Linked DNA regions of Mus musculus: all the other regions are linked to region 1. The links are chromatin contacts, called in public HiChIP or PLAC-seq maps. All regions are on one chromosome and are shown on one strand. Each heading gives the region's core, a stretch centred on a gene start, on an enhancer-like site or on the middle of the called end of the contact. The rest is flanking DNA. Distances are from core to core; before and after follow the strand shown.

The links. HiChIP or PLAC-seq counts read pairs in DNA pulled down with a chosen protein or histone mark.
Region 2: a contact with region 1 is called in an H3K4me3 HiChIP or PLAC-seq map of bone marrow-derived macrophages, with 6 times the contacts expected there. The contact joins the promoter of Calcrl here to the enhancer-like site in region 1. A contact is called at or near these places in 10 of 39 promoter capture datasets (the C10 cell line, the HPC-7 cell line, cranial neural crest and 5 more), 1 of 484 Hi-C or Micro-C datasets (bone marrow-derived macrophages), 4 of 115 datasets of contacts at active chromatin or transcription factors (the NIH/3T3 cell line, bone marrow-derived macrophages and microglia) and 2 of 9 other capture datasets (liver and macrophages).
Region 3: a contact with region 1 is called in a FOXA1 HiChIP or PLAC-seq map of pancreatic cancer cells. The contact joins two enhancer-like sites. A contact is called at or near these places in 5 of 115 datasets of contacts at active chromatin or transcription factors (astrocytes, embryonic stem cells and pancreatic cancer cells).

The regions. Positions count from the first base shown.
Region 1 is chr2:83,743,150-83,745,849 of GRCm38.p6, forward strand. The region is part of intron 2 of Itgav (integrin alpha V); the gene reads left to right. It also overlaps the pseudogene Dnmt3l-ps1. Among named protein-coding and RNA genes, the nearest start is that of Itgav, 20 kb to the left of the region's middle. Within about 2 kb of position 1,347, at least 110 of the 459 cell types and tissues checked have an H3K27ac peak or open chromatin away from gene starts, as enhancers often do. A contact at or near this core is called in the NIH/3T3 cell line, bone marrow-derived macrophages, microglia and 1 more, where this site is marked.
Region 2 is chr2:84,423,961-84,426,660 of GRCm38.p6, forward strand. Calcrl (calcitonin receptor-like) reads right to left here and starts at 1,306. Exons shown (of 16, transcript NM_018782.2): 1 at 1,110-1,306.
Region 3 is chr2:84,633,660-84,636,359 of GRCm38.p6, forward strand. The region is part of intron 1 of Ctnnd1 (catenin (cadherin associated protein), delta 1); the gene reads right to left. Among named protein-coding and RNA genes, the nearest start is that of Ctnnd1, 16 kb to the right of the region's middle. Within about 2 kb of position 1,417, at least 290 of the 459 cell types and tissues checked have an H3K27ac peak or open chromatin away from gene starts, as enhancers often do. A contact at or near this core is called in pancreatic cancer cells, where this site is marked.

The DNA.
Region 1 (2,700 bases), core at 97-2,596:
CGAAGTAGCAGTGAAACAGGTTTATGGTTGGGGGGTCACTACAACATGAAGAACTGTATTAAAGAGTCACAGTATTAGCAAGGTTGGGGACCAACTATATTAAGGGTCACAGGTCAGGCAAGTTGAGCACCACTGCCCTAAGGAAGCCAGGCCTTTTAATATTTAATGTAATGTAATTTATTTATTTATGTTTTGAAGACAGGGGTTCTACTTGCTTGAACAGGCAGCCCTCAGACTCTTGATTTACCAGCCTCGGTGTCCTGAGTGCTGGGGTTACAGACTTGCATCACAATGTCTGCCTTAAATTAGTTTTTAAAATTTCTGCTTACATCCAAAACATATGTCTGATATCTGATGCTTTAAAAACAAAACAAAATGAAAAACCTCTGACCAGTATTCATTTGTTCTTAATAAGTGGTAAATATGTTTTCATATGGAAAAGAACTATGGATTTTAAACTGGTTGATAAGCATAAGACCAAAAATATAGAATTTGCATGTATTTTCTGTGACTTTTCTAGCTTACATTAATCTTGATATCCACAGAGACAAGTCCCTGAGAAGCATTATGGCAGGAAGTATCTTTTTTTCCTTTCCTTCTTTTTTTTGTTTTTTTTTTTGTTTTTTTTTTTTTTTTTTTTTTGTTTTTTCCAGACAGGGTTTCTCTGTGTAGCCCTGGCTGTCCTGGAACTCACTTTGTAGACCAGGCTGGCCTCGAACTCAGAAATCTGCCTGCCTCTGCCTCCCGAGTGCTGGGATTAAAGGCGTGTGCCACCATGCCCGGCTCCTTTCCTTCTTTCTTTTTGAGTGGTGGTGGCACACGCTTTTAATCCCAGCACTGGGGAGGCACAGACAGGCAGATCCTTGAGTTCGAGGCCAGCCTGGTCTAGAGAGTGAGTTCCAGGACAGCCAGGAGTACACAGAGAAACCCTGTCTCAACAACAAAACAAAGCAAAACCAAACAGGATTCCCTCCCCTCCCTCCCTCCCTCCCTCCCTCCCTCCCTCCCTCCCTCCCTCCCTCCCTCCCTCCCTCCCTCCCTCCCTTCCTTCTTTCTTTTCTTCCTTTGTTTCTTTCTTTTTATAACATATAATATATTTTAAGTGGAACACAGACACTTGGGGATGCACATGGGCTTCTCCATGAGGATCTTGTCCACAGCAGTGGGTGCCTCCCATGTCCATAGTGAGCTGCACAGAGGCATCTGCATCTTGGGAACTAAACAGGAGAAACCCTTTTCAAACAAGCGGAAGAAATCGCTGCAGTGGGAAAGGCACAGGGGAAGACTGCCCTGGATCTAGGACAGCCTCCCTTTTCACTGTATGATTCATTGTAAAGAGGAAGTGAGCTCTGAGAAAAATATCTGAAGTATTCTGGTAGGGGGGAGAAGGCAGTTCTCCAGGAGCTCCAGGCTCTGGGTACCAGCGTGGCTCTTGTACTGACTTGGGCTTTCAGGAACTGTTCCTTCCCTGGTGTCAGTGTCTCGTGCATGCTTGCTCCCTCTCACCCCCATGTCGCTGCACACCCATACAGCATTCTGGAGGATCTGCAGCAGACATCCTGAAGGTCATAGCCTCCATCTCGAGTTAGGCTGCTGAGGTTTGGTCATTCTTAGTCAGCAGTGGGTTGCTGACAAACATCCAGAAGAAGGGCTGCAGTCAACCTGGGTGCGGTCATGTGTACTGTAGGACCCGGTGGAATTGGAACTGGCACCAGCCAGGGCAGTGGTCACAGCAGTAGACTAGGGGTTGTGTTGAGCCATTTACACGAAGTCAAAGGGGCCCCATCCTTCCATGTCTCTCCTTGCGATGTTTGTGACAGCTTCTGAGTTCTTCCATCTTTCTCCCTCAAAACCAGATCCACTTCCCCAAAGCCCAAACTCTTTAGCTCATGTTCAATATCCTCCCATGTGTCAGCACATGCCCTGCCTCATCCTTCCACATAGGCACTGCCTTGCACATCTCCCCGAGGTTTGCCCCATCCAGGTGATGGAAGGCCTTTAGCTGGTGGTGCCATGTCCTCCGCCTCTGCAGCAGGCTGCTTTGAGAGAAAGGCAGAGGAAGCAAACCTGGCAGGCCATGACGTTGATTCACTCTGAGGTCCCAGGATCCACCAGGATATCTACTCACTCGAAACAGTAACACTGGTACAGTCAGGGCTATATAAGAACTGGGAGTCCCTGAGCAGGAGATGGAGCTAGCTCTAGTTCAGGTCCTCACAGGAAAGGAAGAGGGTTTCCAGGAACTTGTCCTTATGTGGGAAACATGCTCCTCCCTCAAACAAGGGCTGCTACACGTACACCCTACCCTGGAGACTTCCACGACAGGCAGATAGATGTCTTTGATGTTCTGTCAGCTCACGGTGACTTATCACTTGATGATCTCTCTGCCTAGGAGGTGAGGCTGAGGACAGCAGTTTCCTGGAGTCTACCAGTATCACGTCCATGATATGATCAGCCTTCAGGCTCAGGAAGGGTTTCAGCTATTGCTCTTCCAGGTGGCCGACAGGGTCAGGGGCAAAGCTATCTGGAATCACCATGTTCCAAGAGAGAGGGCCTTGGAGCAAGAGAAAGGTGCCTCCTAGGAACCACTGATGTTGTCTGCTAGAAGGACCTGTGTACCGGGGATGGTATAGGAAGAGGTATTTTGTATACCATTTTGTTTTATATTTTATTTTATTCCTATACTGTTATCAAAGTCAT
Region 2 (2,700 bases), core at 56-2,555, 680 kb after region 1:
CATTCCTTAGCAATAACCTGTGATGCCGCTCTGACAGCCACTTGTTAAGTAGGCACTAGCTCCTTAGATTCTCAGGACAGTCTGTACTGTGGCAAGAGAGACCTGCAGCTGCTTCATCTCAGCATCATAGCTGAAAATCTAATTTAATTCCTCTGCTTAATGAGCTAATCCACTTGCTTATCGTGCCTCTGTTTATGTATTTATGGAGACTCCTTTCACACTCTTCCCCCACAAGTTTCCAGTATAATTGAAGTAACACAACTCTAAGCTTAAGAGTTTAAAAACCATGAAGTAATGTAGAAATCACTACATTTTCTTAACCCTGGGCAGTTGTGGGGTTTATGGTTGGTTGGTTGTTGGTTGGGTTTTTTGTTTGTTTGTTTGTTTGTTTTGTCTTGTTTTTGTTTTCCCCTTACCTTATTTGTAAGACACCCATGATCTTAATACAGTGGAGACAATTCATGAACACCCCCCCCAAAAGAAAAAAACCCAATACAAACAACAACAAAAACAAAGGAAAACCAAAAATGGGGTATTTACACAAATCTAGCAACAAAGAACAATGAAAATTCCATTGGTTCCCTAGTTAGAGGTGTAAATGTCAAAAGAAGCGGAAAGCAAACAGAAGTCCAAGCCGGTGGCTTTTCTTCTTAATCCAACTTTGTGTTCAGCCACACAGGAAGACTCTGGAACCCCATAGTCTTCTGCCATCCCTTCCTTAGAATACTGATTATGTGGAAAATTTAAAGACCCTTCCTGGGGTGCAAATGTTTTCCAGCTGTCAGGACTTGAGCTGGTAGTACAACTAACTTTAAAAAGGCATTGTTTCCTGATTAAGGTATTTGTTCAGAAACTTGCCTTATAGCCCGCTCACATCGTTAATAATTGGTAAATTTATTTTCTAAAGTATCACTGTAAATACTCTTATGCACTAGTAGTACATTTTGTATGCATTCTGGAGTAAGACTCTCTAGTATCCCTTTGTAGACTAAATGAAGCGGTTTCAACATTATTTCAATGCCACTTACTAAATTCTTGTTAGAAACATTGTCATAATACTTAAGAATAGTGCTGAGAATACATACGTTTATTTTGAATAATACACTTACCTGGCACAGCTCCTAAGGAAATTCTGTGGGAATAGTCTCAGGAGGGAGTTTGATTTTCTGAGATACTGCACAAGAGTTTCCCGGAGGCGAGGTGTGGAAAGCTTTGCAATGTGGTCCTGCAGGCAGCGTGAGGTCCAGGCAACAGAGCCCGCCGGTCCTAAGGCAGAAGTGCACGCTGCGAAGAGAGGGCTTGTTCTGAGTAGATGGGGAGTGTTGTCAGATTGTAAGCGATCAGCAGCAGAAGGGAAACATCACAGCTTCCTGTTACATCACCCCGCCCCGCCTGCACTTAGTGTTAGGTTACTTTCTTTCTCAAATAGCTTACCCCAGGAAAGGAGCAGCAACTCCCTTCTCACTCTGACAAGAGCAAGAAGCAGCCTGAACAGACAGAGATCCTTTGCTGTATGAACACATTGTTACCAGCAAAAGCTGGCTGCCTTTCACCTAGACTGAGTTCTGTTAGAACTTGCTGCCTGGGATTTGAAGGCGATCTTGGTGTAAAAGAATCAAAGGAGTTAGGAGTGTGGGTGTGTGTCGAATTAAGGTTCACAGAACAACCAGGAACAATTTATCAGTCACATCTTTTTTTCTTAAATGTGCATGGAATTTTGAGCATCAGAATTACTAATTCGGACTCAATTTTGAGCACTAATATCTGATGCAACTCCACAACCAGTTTTGCATGAGAAGATGAACAGGCTTCGGGCTGTCCTTTCTAGGAGTTCCTGAGTTGTATGTCCTGTAAAGCCAGACTGTGTATAGAGTATGAAATCATTGTACATACTTTTAAATATCTGACATAATTATATCATTTTATATAATCTAAACATTATACTAGTTGTACCTCAAAATAACCTTCAAGGAAAGGTGGCTTTAGTTTAACATGATACTATGAAATAATTTCATACAATAAATGAACTTCAATTTAAAAAAAAGTTTTCCCTCTAAACATAATTATATCATAAAGTAAGAAATCATTGCGTATGATCAGGAAAAAAAGCCTATAAACCTGAAATATACTTGTTAGTTTTATATAATATGATAAATTATGAGATTTGGCAATAATCATAACTCCTGAAGCCAGACAGCACTAAAAGTCACATGATCTTTGCATCAAATGTCTCACGTATAAACTGGAAAGGATGGATAAAATAATATAATTTGTCTGTTTAAACTTTGAATCAACATATTTTATAACATTTAGAAAATGGCAAGTTCTAACTAGCTACTACAATCTTGCTGCTTCACCTTGGAGGAACAGACGAATAGCGAAGCTACTACAACCAAGTAGCAGATGAGGAGCTCAAAGTCCTAGCAGATGAGGAACCGCACTAAAGACACAGGGTGCAGAATCTCTGGATATCGTGTTCCTGAAAGACACCGCCATTTTTAAATGTTTCCTATCTTGATCCATGGAGGAGATTTATTGCAGAATCTTTAATTCTGTATATGGATATAGAATAGGATGCATCCGTTTAGAAATATGGGACATAATTGACCATCTCCATCACTGAAAATGGAAAGTCTGTGTAAGAAGCTGAACTACACAATGTAGTTTTAAGAGACGGCGATAAACTGGGAAGTTACTTTG
Region 3 (2,700 bases), core at 167-2,666, 890 kb after region 1:
CACATTCTTTGTTTTTAAAACACAGCTTCTCACCAATCCTTTTACTTTCTCTCTATGTCATTCCTCATCTCTTGCTCATCATTTGAAAATAACTTGGAAAAGGTGGAATCATGTACCTGAGCCATATGCACAAAGTCCCTCATTTTTCAAAGCCTTGATGAGACTATCAATAGATACCCCTTCTGTGAGGTTTTGGAAACATCTGTCTTTATGAACAACAGTGCATCTATGAAGAAAGCAGTGACAGGAAGCACGACACTTTAACTATATTAACAGGTAACAGGATGAAATGCTTTCCCATCTGAATGAAAGATAAAACCCAGGCCTAGAGCACAGTGTGCTGCAATCTCCCCATAGAAATTCTCAGCAGAATCTTCTCAGTACCTTCTGATCCAGTACCAACCTGTCTGTAAGGTGGTCTGGCCAGTACCTGTGTGATGGCCATATTCTCTGAAAACCTAGGTGGGCTCCAGCGGCTCTCTGCCCACAGTGCTATGTCTGCTTTGCTATACTAAGTGAACATATCGTAAGTAGCACTGCCGGTAAGCAGCCCTACTCAAGGCCATAGTACTTCTCCCCACACGGGAGGGTAGGAACTTTCTATGCTTCCAGTGTTATGAGTCATCCTAAGTACACAAAAGTTAAAACAAGGGGTTTTATTGTTATTTTTTGAGCAGGATATGATAGTATTACATACTTGTAATCCAAATACAAAAAATACAAGGGAGGCTGAAACAAGAGAATTTCAAGCTAGTCTGGGCTACAGAGTGAGCTCCTATCTTCTCTCTCTCTCTCTCTCTCTCTCTCTCACACACACACACACACACACACACACACACACACACACGTTTGAGGAAGGAAGTAGGGTAGACATGGGCAAGGAGTAGTGGATCCACCCCGAGGGACCTTTGGGTCTTACCTTCCCTTTACAAGGCAAAGCATTCCTCAGTTCTGGGGCTCGTATTCTATACGTTTCTTTTTTGTTGTTTTGTTTTTGTATTTAGAGACGGGGAGTCTCTCCTTGTAGCCTTTCTATCCTTGAACTCAAAGAGATCTGCCTACCTGTGGTCCCCAAGCATGAGCCACCACCTCCCAGCATCTGACTAAGTTTCTTTTTATAAGGAGCAAGTACTCAAATCAAAATCAGGTACTTCTTTATACCAATCACCTACTTTGATTGGCAAGCCTCATCTAGAAATTTAGCAAAAAACAGTCACCCTTATGCCACCTCAAATAAGAAAATCTCATCAAAATATTGTTTTTTAATTATGACATCTCACTAAGTCAAGCGCAAAGATCACAGTTGGGATGAGAAAGAGAAGGAACAAGAAGCAGAGAAGACTGTGCTGGCAGCATCAGACAGAGGGAAGGGATTGTTCTAGCGGTATGTTAGCAATCTGCCTCTAGGGCAGCTGTCCTCCTGGTCAATCAAAGGCGGGTCTGTGTGTGTGCTCAGAGCTAGCCAGCTTAGCAAGAAGTTGAGGACTCAGCCACCCAATCAACAGTGATAAAAGATGCCTACTTCACAGCTGGAATGAAGAGCAGGAAAAACAAAACAAGAAAGAAAGGGGGCAGCAGGAGGAGGACAAACTGTCATGGGTACACTACTTCAATCCCAGGGAACTACCAGCTATGCCCGGTTAGGGGTAAACATTGGCCACCTGCAGTAAGGGGATGCTGAAATCAAATAGGCAGGGTGGGTACTCCTGTGGGTAGCAAGGTGCCACACAGAAAGGCTCCAGGATTACCAGTTTCTTTGCCCCCTTCAAACCCCAAACAACTTCTGCAACCTACATAGTACATCAACATTATCTAACATCATCCATGCCCTCCTAGAATTCCATTCTTAATTAAATCCTAGATCCATAAATAAGCATAGCATACACAAAACTCAGTAAGCTCTTCAATGCTAAGAGATCAAGGCCATTTATATAACTCAAGTGCTGAGATGTAAAAGGCCACAGTCAGATCTCACACCCTCTAATCCCTCAGAGTAGCTAGCTGCTCTGAGACCCATTAGACACAAAGGCTGCTCTCTTCTCAGTAGGGCTCTGCAGCAGAGCCGCTCTCCAGGGACAAAGAGATTTCACAGGAGAACCACAAAGACATCACCCCTCTCTGTTCCCCCACTCCCAGCTTTCTCACTTCCTGTCACAGTAGCACCAGACCACAGTCTCCCAGAAACAAACAAATACAAAGTGCTGGATTCTGGGCTGCAGGCCAACCACATTCCAGGGCATCCTGTCTACCAATCACCAGTTAGAGCTCCTACTTTGCCCTGCTCAGTTCCTTATCGTGTTCAGGAAAACAACCCTCCTCTCAGCCTGAAGCCAACACTACATAGGACAAAGCTCAGGCCTTTAAGAATCAGCAGAAAGATACTATATGCACAGACCTAAGTAAGAGTCTTGGGGGGGGGGGGGTGGAAGAGATTTTTAATATTGTACCTGGCAAATTTTTTCACCTTAAGACACTGAAATAGGGATTTAAAAGCTAAAGCTGCTATTCCAGTCAGCACAGCTACAAGTGGCACCACCACCCCCCCAAGAAAGTGCCATCAAGATGATCACCAACAGTAGAACATGTCACCCATTTCCACTGCTTTTAAACTCTTCAAACTTGCCTACATGTGGAACTGATTCCTAAAGCCGGCCCCACCGAGAACAAACAAAGGCAGCAGACTCCACCCTACAGAAAGGC